Regions from separate parts of the Sus scrofa genome. Here region 1 is linked to region 2. Evidence: chromatin contacts called from public Hi-C data. All regions are on one chromosome and are shown on one strand. Each heading gives the region's core, a stretch centred on a gene start, on an enhancer-like site or on the middle of the called end of the contact. The rest is flanking DNA. Distances are from core to core; before and after follow the strand shown.

Region 1 (5,412 bases), core at 2,911-5,410, 36 kb after region 2:
AAATATTGACACTGCAGAGAGAGGGGGAAGGGGAGCGGGGAGGGGAAGGCACTGCAGTTCCCTGGTTCAGCAGAGTGTAGACACAGCCTCAGTTTCCAATCCAGTACTTCAGCAAATCCAACATCCAAAAACTTGAGAGATTTGCTTTTGAAATCAGTTTCCAAACATCTCAGGTGTGCTCCTTTAAAAACGAATCTTCGCATTCCCGTCGTGGCACAGTGGTTAACGAATCTGACGAGCAACCATGAGGTTGCAGGTTCGATCCCTGGCCTTGCTCAGTGGGTTAAGGATCTGGCGTTGCCAGGAGCTGTGGTGTAGGTTGCAGATGCGGCTCAGATCCCGCATTGCTGTGGCTCTGGCCTGGGCCGGCGGCTACAGCTCCGGTTCGACCCCTAACCTGGGAACCTCCATGTGCCGCAGGAGTGGCCCTAGAGAAAAGGCAAAAAGACAAAAAAAAAAAAAAAAAGAATCTTTGTAACCAGGTGAATAGAAATCTTTCCCCAGTGTCCCACATTGCCGAGGCTTTGAGACTCAGCCTCAGGTGTATAATATTTTTTGCTGTTGGTTTTTGTTCTTTTTGTTTTTTGGTCATGCCCATGGCATGTGGAAATTCCCCAGCCAGGGATCAAACCTGTGCCACAGCTGTAACCAGAGCCACCGCAGTGAAAGCACTGGATCCTTAACCTGCTGAGCTACATGGGAACTCCAGCTTCAGGTGTGTAACTGATATAGAGAGCAGCATGGAAGAGTTCCTGCTGTGGCATGGGGGGTTAGGGATCCAGCATTGCCGCAGCTGTGGTGTACATCGAAGCAGCTAGGATTCCATCCCTGGTCTGGGAACACCAAAAAAAAAAAAAAAAAAAAAGGAAGGAAGCATCATGGAAAATCAGGGAGACTTGAATCACCCTGATATAGGTAGGTCGGCCCTTGTTCCCTTTTTCTTCTTGTTTTCTCCACTTTCTGCTTTGAATCCTTGCAAACTGACAGAAGAGTTGCAACTACGACGAGCAGCTCAAAGTTGGGGGTTGGCAAACCCCAGCCTGTGGCCTGTTTTTGTACAACACGTGAGCCAAGAAGGGATTTTACATTTTTCTAAAAAAAATTGAAGCATAATTGATTTACAATGTTGCGTTAATTTTTGCTGCTGTTGCATTTTTTTAAGTGCTTATAAGAAAAAAAAAAAAAAAACCCTCAGAAGAAGCAGCTTTCATGGCACATGAAAATGATAGGACAGTCAGTGCATTTGCTAAGCACTGGCAGACCGCCCGTGCCCCGTTGGTCACTCTACAAGGGCAGCGTTGAGAAGGTGCCCCGGGACTCCTGGTTCCCAGAGCCCCAAATCTTTACTATCTGACCCTTCACAGAGAAAGTTTGCTGACCCCCTACCTAAGGTCATCAATTGTTACTCTTTTGTCCCTCTGTTTTCTCTCGCTTTTGTGTGCGTCTCAACACTTCCCCCTTCGATGCTTTAGCATCTGTCTCCCTTTCTCAAGCCCAAAGCTAGGCATGGCAGGTCCAGCCTGGGGAGAGGTAAGATGGTGTCAAGAGCTTAGCACACACTGCTTGGCACTTAGAACTTAAGAGCCGATCCCACAGATATTCCTGGCATTTTCCACAGGGGGGACTGCCAGAACCCCTAACCTGAAAACCCTGAGCCTGGCGCCTTCCGGAAAGCCCAGTTCCCCAAGTCTGGATGCCAGCTTTCCCTCAGCAAGGGCTTCTTAGCCGAAGAGCAGAAAAAGCCTCAGGGAGACCTCATTTTTTCCACAGCTTGTGGCTTGGCTGACTCAACTTCTGCCTTTCCCTGAGTCACGAGTTTTTCCTCCTATTTGGAGGAGCTGGGCCCTCCACCCAGGACTTCTCAGCCCACGGCTGGTCCCTGGTGGGAAGGGGTGGACCATTAGAAGATCGGAGCTTGTGCTGCCTCCAAGGGGTTTCCCAGAGCCGCACCCAGCTCCACAGAATGTCAGCCCTGGAAGTAAGGACCGATCAGGGGACCGAGGTCCCAGTGGGCCCTGGACCAGCAGCGTGGTAAGGATAGCTGGGACCTCCTAACCCCAGGACCAACAGGGGTGATCTTCTCTCTGGTTTTCCGGAATCACAAACATGCCTCCCTTTCCTGGACACCTGCTCTGTGCCCGAGGGCCTAATCACAGGGCTTCCCAGAGCCACCTCAGCCCAGGCAGGGCCTGCCTTCCTGGAGGACGCCCTCTCTTGCTGGGGAAGTGAGGGATCTGGCCCTGAGGCCGTCATGGAACATGGCCTTAAAGGCAAAGCTCCAAGCTCCCTCCATCCCTATCCCCCCACCCCCAGCGACAAGCATGTGTGTACTTGGGATGGCATTTCCCTGTGTCTCTCTCTACGCATCTCCCTGGTTATAACGCAGCCTCTGGGATCTTGGGGCCTGGTCTCTCTCTCTCTTCTGTCTGGTGGAGAGGGAGGCCTGGCTATGCCAGCAGAACTCTTAAACTCAAATGTTTATTCCATGGGAGAAAATCTTTGTAGTCAATTGACTTATTACAGAGCTACTAAAACCAAAAAAGAAAAAAAAGAAAAAAGAAAAATAGAAACACTAAGGGCATTACATTTGAATTAATTTTCATAATAAAAGCAATGATTAAAAGACATGTCATTTTATCAGAGTACTTTAAAACTAGCATTCTCTTAATTTATAACATTGTCTTCAGAGGTTTATCTTTTCCTTCCATTCTCTGGTTATCAGAAGTATAGTTTGACTATAATCAATTTAATTAGGAGAATGAGAGTTTTAATTAAGTGTTGATTCATTACCAAATTATTTGTCATTTACAATGTATTTTATTTACTGTATATGATTTAACCTATCTGATAACAAATAGATGTACAGAAACATATACATACAATATATAATTGTTGTTCTGTGTTCAGCTAAATATCTTACTGCAAACCCAGTGGTCATGTAGCTATTACCTAAGTCAAGAAAACAAACATTATAGCATCCTCAATCCCTCTCCTGCTTGCTTCGAAGAACCCTTCTTTCTCCTTTTCATAAGGCAACTACTATCCTAGTGTTTATGATAATAAATTCCTGTTCTTCTTTGTATATAATTTTATCACCTAAGCTGACACTGTCTCTTTCTGAATTTATATAAATAGAATTTACAGGAGTCCCCTTTACGGCTCAGTGGTTAAGGAACCTGACCAGGATCCATGAGGATGTGGGTTCGATCCCTGGCCTTGCTCAGTGGGTTAAGGATCCTACGTTGCTGTGGCTGTGGTGCAGGCCGGTGACTGCAGCTCCGATTCGACCCCTAGCCTGGGAAGTTCCATATGTCAAGGGTGTGACCCTAAAAAAATAAACAAAAAAACAACAACAAAGAATTGACATTAATTTTGTTGAACATTAAAAACATTAAATTAAAAATATAACTTTCTCAAAAAAATGTGTATTCAACTGCAGGTACGTAAGTGGGTAAAGTGGGGATGAGAGTGGTGGGGACTGTGGTGAGTGGGGGAACACAGGCCCTATCTAAAGGGGACAGCTCCATGCAGAGATGGGGGACTGGAACCTTCAAATCCTCTGGTTTAAGAGAAGCTGAAAATCCTGATATTTGTGTATAATCCTTAAAGACGAAGTCTTGGCAATGCACAGTATAAATGTTTAAATACTTTTGTGGGGCCGTGGCTTCTGCTGGGTGAGGGTAACCACGGCTGGGAAGGCAGTGGAGGTGGACTCTCTGAGGCCACAGCTGGCTGCCTATCGCTTCCACCCCTCCTCCTCCTCTAGGCCTCTCCTGGTTCTTTCCTCTCTTGCCTCATCCCCTTCCCTTGTGGGAACGTGCCCATTCCACTGGGCTGGGAAAGGCAGATCCCAGCGCAGGACCCCACCTCACAGTCCCTGTCCACACCACCCAGGAGAGCCAGCCCCCATTGCTCAGCTCAGACCCCCAGCACCGCCCCCTGGCCCTGGGCAGAGCAGGAGGTCCAGTGAGCCAGGCACGCAGAACCGGGTCAGCTCTTCCTCCAGCTGCTGTCTCTCACTTTGGTCCTCGCCCAGCAGGCACTGCCCTGGCCTGAGCCAGCCCCTCTGGGCAGACAATGCCCAGGTCTGCCCTATTTGGTAAGACAAACCCATCTGGGTGACAGACCATTGACTAAGAGCAGAACTCAGTTCTCGGCACTGGAGAGAAAGGAACGAACGAGAGAAGCAGTCCAGCCCGCGCGGGCTCACAGCCGAGGTGGGGGGGATAGCCACGGACATGTAAACAAGTGACTTCATCAGATGATCTCAGGTTTAGAGAAGAGCTTTCCAAAATAATAAAACGGGGTGAGGTAGGAGAGGGTGACGGGGTGGGTCAGGGAAGCCTCAGAGGAGGTGACAGTTTGAGTTGACCTTAAATGCCAACAATGCAGCCTGGGGAAGATCTGGAGACGAAAAGGAAGTGCAAAGGCACAAAGGTGAGAACAACCTTGGGGGTTTGAAGAACAGGAAGAAGCTAGTGTGAAATGAAGTGTTGAGGGGGATGGGGGGGGGGATATTACCCGCTGGTGACCGGAATGTTGCCGTTCGGGAATGGGTAGGTGAGTCCATTGAATTCGCATCTTCAGGATATGTTTGAAAGTATCCACTATACAATTTTTTAAGCTATAGAACAGAGAAGGCTGCTCATTTTTAATATTATGATTATCAGTCTCTCAGCTGCCGAGAGAGGACTGTGTCAGCTAGCAGCAGGGAGGTTCGCCAGGGGCAGCAGAAGGCACAGTAATAACACACCGCCTCCCGCCCCATTCTCCTGGCCCGCAGGCAGGCCCCGGTCGGGCGAGGACGCAGTCTCCCTCGGGGCGAGAACAGCCAGCCAGCGGAGTGTGGCGGCGGAAAGGGAAACTGGGGGGGCGGGGGCCTGAAAGTAGGGACTCAGCTCCCGGAGCGAACGAGGAGAACTCCCAGCGCAGGCCCGGGGCAAGCGCGCACCGCAAACCCACTCAAACTCCTGCCGTTCCGCCCGCGTACATTTCTCGGGAACTTGAGTTCCAAGAGTGGGCGCCCAGGCCCCGCCCCCGCTGCGAGCCAGGGCTCGGATTGGCGGAGCCGTATCGAGGGGCGTGTCGGGGAGAGTTGGAACGCGGCGGCTTGGGCGGCGGAGTTTGGCCCCCGCCGACCAGCGGAACGCGGTGGCTGAGTGTGGTCTGGCCGGCCGGCTGCAGGCGGGGCGCGGGGCGCACGGGGCCCCGGCCGAGGAGGTAAGGGTCTCCGGCTGCGCTGTGTCGCGCGGAGCTGGAGGGCTGCCCTCCGGCGGATTTCAAGCTCCCCCGGCCGCCTCGTCGGGGCGGCCCCTGGGCCCGGGCGGGGCGGACGCGCAGTCAGGGCCATCTCGGTCGGACTCTCGCCCTGAAGTAGAGGCGCCTAGCTGGTGGGGCTGGAGGCGAGGTGGG
Region 2 (5,167 bases), core at 2,087-4,586:
TCGTGGCTCAGATCCCCCGTTGCTGTGGCTATGGGGTAGGCCAGCAGCTGCAACTCCAATTAGACCTGTAGCCTGGGAACCTCTATATGCCACAGGGGCAGCCCTAAAAAGACAAAAGACAAAAAAATAAAGTGCCGTCAGGGCTGCTGTCTGGTGAGAGCTTTCTCCTCAGCCACTTCCTCTGTGCTCACACAGCCTTCTGCGCACACTCAGGAAGAGAGCAAGATCTCTAGTGTCTCTTCTTATTATAAGGACACCAGTCCTGTGGGATTAAAGCCTCACCTTTACAGCCTCATTTAATTTTAACTACCTCCTTAAAGGCCCAGGCCTTCAACACAGGAATTGGGAGGGGGGCATAATTCAGTCTGTAATAGCTATAGAATTGTCCCAACTGGGACAGACTGGCTGTGCCCTCCCCCTGCCCCCCCCCCAGCCTGGCCCTCATCACCCACACCTCCATATGGGGTGCCTGGACCATTAGCTGGGTCAACCAGCCTGGCTGCTGAACCCTGAGCTCCCATCACCCTTGGATTCCAGGACTTGCTCTTGGAACTTCAGTTCACTGCTCCCTCCAGTATCGGGAGCCCTGAGGTACCAGATTCCCTTACATTTCTGCAAGCAGCTGAACTCTTCTCTCACCCTCTTGGGGAGGGGGGCACACGCAAGTGGGCAAGGGAGACTCCCCAGAGGTGGTGGCTCTGGATTCAGGTGGCTCTGGGATGTGAAGAGTGTGGTCACGCAGAGGCTCAGGGCAGGGGTTTGCAGAGCCAATGTGGAGGGCCCAGGAGATCACCTGTCCACTGGGCCCGCAGGAAGAGAAGCAAGAAGGGCTGTGGAGCTGTGGCTGAAACCTTGAGACACCCCAGCTTATCAGTGCGGGGGAGAGATGGCAGGAGCTGCTAGGAAAGTTCTGATCCACAGGGCAGGATATGGAATTCTGCTGATGCAGTCACCCAGTTCTGAAGTCTTGAGGCCTCAGTGTCACCATTTGTCAAATGTGGCCATGAGACTGATAGGGATGGCGTAGGCACAGGTAGTTGTGGGCGTCCTAATAAAGGATCATAGAAAGGGAAACCCCGGGGATGATGGGAGATCACTGTGAGTTAATAAATTGCTCAAAAAAGCCATCAGCACAAGGCAGGCTTGCTTGCCTGGTGGAGAGGCGAGAATGCCTGCATTCAGATTCAGACCAAGGGCAGGAGTTTGAGGACCACCCTTCTACTGACTTGAATACACACCTCACCAGAAACCAAGGAGGAGCTACTCTTCCCAGAAAGAAAGAGGTGGTCTCTTCTGACCCCCACTGCCCTTGGATGGTAAAACTGTAGCCCACCTGATCCTGGGGGGCAGAGCCTCCTTGCCTGCCTGGCTTGCATCTCTCACAAGCATCCTATCCTAATAAATCTATTTCTTACCTATCACTTTGTTTCTTGCTGAATTCCTTCTGTGTGGAGGCGCAAAGAACCGGAACCTCAGTGAGTCCAGACACCGGGTGAGTGATTCTAATTTAAAACTGTGAGTTTAAGTCCCAACCTGGGTTTAGTCTGGGTTCGAGTCCTGGCACGTGGGTTCAAGTCCCAAGCTGTGTTCTGGCTGGGTTCAGGCCACTAGTGCTATCAGTTTTAAAACCAGGTTGGGGTTTCCTGAAGTGGGATTCTGAAGCTGTCTGTATGAGAATCAGCAGGATGTGTGTTAAAAGCAGCCAGATTCTGGGCTGCAGTCAGTCTCCGGGGGTGGAACCCAACTAGTCTGTATTCCTCTAAGACCCCAGCTGGTTCCTCCAGTCATTGATGTTTGAGGATCTTGGACTCCAGATGGTGTCTAAAATCTCTTCCAGCTCTGGCATCTGGACTGTGATTTAAGATCTGGGCCTCTCGGGATGGTGCTTTCTGGATGCTGAAAAAGATTGTCTAATGACTGATCTCTTAGGTTCTGAAGAGTAAACATGAATATTCCCCCCCAAAAGCCATAAATTATGGTAAAAAGCTTTCTTTCTGGACAATGGCTTTAGTTCTAATTTAGTTCGCATTTCTTAGCTATAATGTCTAATTAAGACATCTGTTAAATGTCTATAATATTAATTTAATAGAGGAGGTTCTAATAGAACTGTATTGGAATTGTCCATTTAATTAACCTCATGGGCCTTTAATGGATGTCTTAAATAGACATCATTAACAAGAGTGCTAGACAAATTAAAATTAGAGTCAATAACATCCTTGGTAATTTTTCCTGAGCTGTGAAGGACAAGCCTTGCTAAGTAGACAGACGCAGAGATGGACTGCCCAGAGCAGTGTCAGAGCTGGCGTCCCCAGCAGGGTCCAGAATGGACAGGCCCCAAGTGGTCAGCTTTGGTCAAAGAGGGTGCTACCTAGAAGGCAGTTCTCAGGCACCCAGATCTGCCCCTTTGTATACCTTTCACAGAAAATGTTTGCAGGCCTGGTCCTTGAGACCTAGCTTCTGGATGCCGGAGGAAGATGGAGGAAGAGGAGGAATCATCCAGGGGTTCTGGCTAAATACCATAGATGCGTGGATCAGGAGAGATGGCACAGACCAGGGGAGATGGCACAGACCAGGACAGGGCAGGATTGGCTGGAATGCAGTGAAATGGGATGCAAGGGAAAACCTTTTCTTGCTTTCAGCCCCACCGCTGCCCTGAACAGCTCTCACTTAAATGAACTCTACATCATTCCAAAGTCAGTAGTCCGTTCTCAGCCTTATTTGGTCTTTTAGCAGCATTGAACATGACTAACTTCCCTGCCTCTTGAAACATTTCTAGAGTCCCATATGCCCTGCCTTTCCTCCTGCCTCCCGGACCACACCTCTCACACCTCCCATGAAAGGACCCTTCTCCTATTCCAAACTTCTAAATGTTGGACAAGCCCGGAATTCCACCGTCGGATGCTTCCACATTTGTCTCATCCACAACTTCAAAGGCACTTAAGACTCAAAGTCATATTGGCAACCTAACTTCTCCGACCCCAGACCCAAATCTGTAACTATTGTCTGCCTCCCCACACCCCCCAGTTCCGACATGAACTCCTGAAGGACGACAACTGAATGGATCTCTGCTGTCTCCCCAGTGATCTAGACGCACTCTCTGACCCCTAACAGGTGCCCACTGACAGCTCCACCTGCACATCCTGTGGCACCCCAGTCTGATGCGGCTGCACCCAGAACTGGGGACTTTCCTCCACTCTCACCTCAGCCAATGGCCTGTCCCGTCACTCAAGCTAGGAAGCCACGCTCCCCATCCAATCTCTCATTAAGTCTAGGTGGCTCTCCTTCCCCTCTGTCTTCCTGCTCCCTCCCACTGTCTTCTCAGCCACAGCCACACCCCTCACTGGCCTCCCTGCCCACCCCCACAGCTGAGGTGGCCTTCCCGAAGCGTGACTCAGACTGTATTGCCCTTCTGCTCAGAAGCCACATGGGCCTTCCCAGTGCACTTCAAATCAAAGCCAGCATCTTCCACCCTGCCCTGGGCCACCTCTCCAGCATCCCATCCCTCCTCTCCACATACCTCTGGTCTACTCAGAGCACGGGCACCTGCCACACCCTCTGCTTGGGACATTTCCCCTGGACCTTCCACCGCAAGGCAGCCCATCCTCTGCATTCAGCTCTCCACAGCCAGCCCCTCTCTCCTAGGGGCCTCCCCGTCCTCATTCAGCAGCCCCCCATATCAGTTCCTCGCTCATTACGACCCCATCTTACATCTTCTGTAGCATTTCTTAGTACTAAGCATAAGCTTATCCATTGTTCATTGTCATTTTCTTCCACTAGAAAGGTCCACGAACACCAGGACTTCACTTGTCTTGTCATTGCAACCATCATGACCTCAGTGCAATCTGGAACACCGTCTTGCATATAACAAGTGTTCAGCTAAATAGTTGTCTGACACCCCCCCAAAAACAAACAAACAAACAAAAACCCAAGGAGCCAAGAGTTTTTTTATCCTACTGATGGATAAGCGTTAGCCCACGGCAGCTGTGACACTGGCCAGTGATCCCATCCAGCCCAAACGACCCTGCCACTGCAGCAGCTTGTCCACAGGAGAGCAGCCCTGTGTCCTGGGACCCACAGGCTCCCCACCCTTCCACACTGGCAGCCACCCCAGGCAGCAGCAGCCCCCTGTGTCATGGAGCCCTGCCCTTGCTGGGTACTTAGCCAGATGCACTTACACTCCAGGAGCAGCTGTGACATGCAGTGTGTGTGGCCGGCACTCCTCTGCCCTTTCCAGCTTCGCCCACTGGACCCCAGGGTGTGGGGTGGGTACAGGTGTGGCTGGTGTGGGCTACCCAGCCTGGAGGGGCTGAGTTAAAGGAACCTGGCATCCAGTCAGGAGACCCAAGCTCGACCTACTCATGACCTTCAGGCTCAAAAACAAAGGATGTGAATAAAGAGTGTGTTTGTGGGAGCTCCCATTGTGGCTCATCAGAAATGAACCTGACTAGTAACTATGAGGACATGGCTTTGATGTCCTGCCTTCGATCAGTGAGCTGTGGTGTGGGTGGCAGATGTGGCTCAGATCCTGTGTTGCTGTGGCTGTCACGTAGGCCGGCATCAGTAGCTCATAGAAGCGGGGAAAAAAAAAAAAAAAAAGAGTGTGTTTATGGTAATTTCTTTTCTTTTCTTTTTTCTTTTTTTTTTTTTTTTTTTTTTTGCTTTTTAGGGCTGTACCCGCAGCATATGAATGTTCCCAGGCCAGGGGTCTAATTGGAGCTACAGTCACCGGCCTACACCACAGCCACAGCAACGCCAGATCCAGCCATGTCTGTGACCCACACCACAGCTCACAGCATCGACGGATCCTTAACCCACTAGTGAGGCCGGGGATGGAACCCACAACCTCATGGTTCCTAGTCGGTTTCATTTCTGCAGCTCCAGGATGGGAACTCCAGTATGGTAATTTCTTTTAATCGAAAGCAATTAAACTGTACTCCCAGCCCCCCGCAGAAGAATGGGAGGGAGAGAAACAGTTTTGCAGAGGGAGCCACCTCTGGCCTGGCCCTTCCCTTCAGTGGAAACTTGCCTTGGTGTGGGATGGAAAGCATCCTTCGTTTGTTACCCTCTGTATCCCCCAAAACGTGTGACTGTAACACTGTTCATAATAACTGACCCTAAACAGGGGTGTGCAGGAGAGGCTCCCCTGCCCAGGAGAGCTGACATGCAC

What was found. A called contact is a pair of places that touch in the nucleus more often than the background predicts.
Region 1: a contact with region 2 is called in a Hi-C map of embryonic fibroblasts, with 2.2 times the contacts expected there. The contact joins the promoter of PLEKHF1 here to the enhancer-like site in region 2. A contact is called at or near these places in 5 of 47 Hi-C or Micro-C datasets (embryonic fibroblasts, heart right ventricle, skeletal muscle and 1 more) and 2 of 2 datasets of contacts at active chromatin or transcription factors (alveolar macrophages and skeletal muscle).

Annotation. Positions count from the first base shown.
Region 1 is chr6:39,782,041-39,787,452 of Sscrofa11.1, forward strand. It overlaps PLEKHF1 (pleckstrin homology domain-containing family F member 1), which reads left to right and starts at 4,161. Exons shown (of 2, transcript XM_005653260.3): 1 at 4,161-4,437.
Region 2 is chr6:39,746,900-39,752,066 of Sscrofa11.1, forward strand. No RefSeq gene overlaps it. Among named protein-coding and RNA genes, the nearest start is that of POP4, 15 kb to the left of the region's middle. Within about 2 kb of position 3,337, at least 8 of the 83 cell types and tissues checked have an H3K27ac peak or open chromatin away from gene starts, as enhancers often do. A contact at or near this core is called in alveolar macrophages and embryonic fibroblasts, where this site is marked.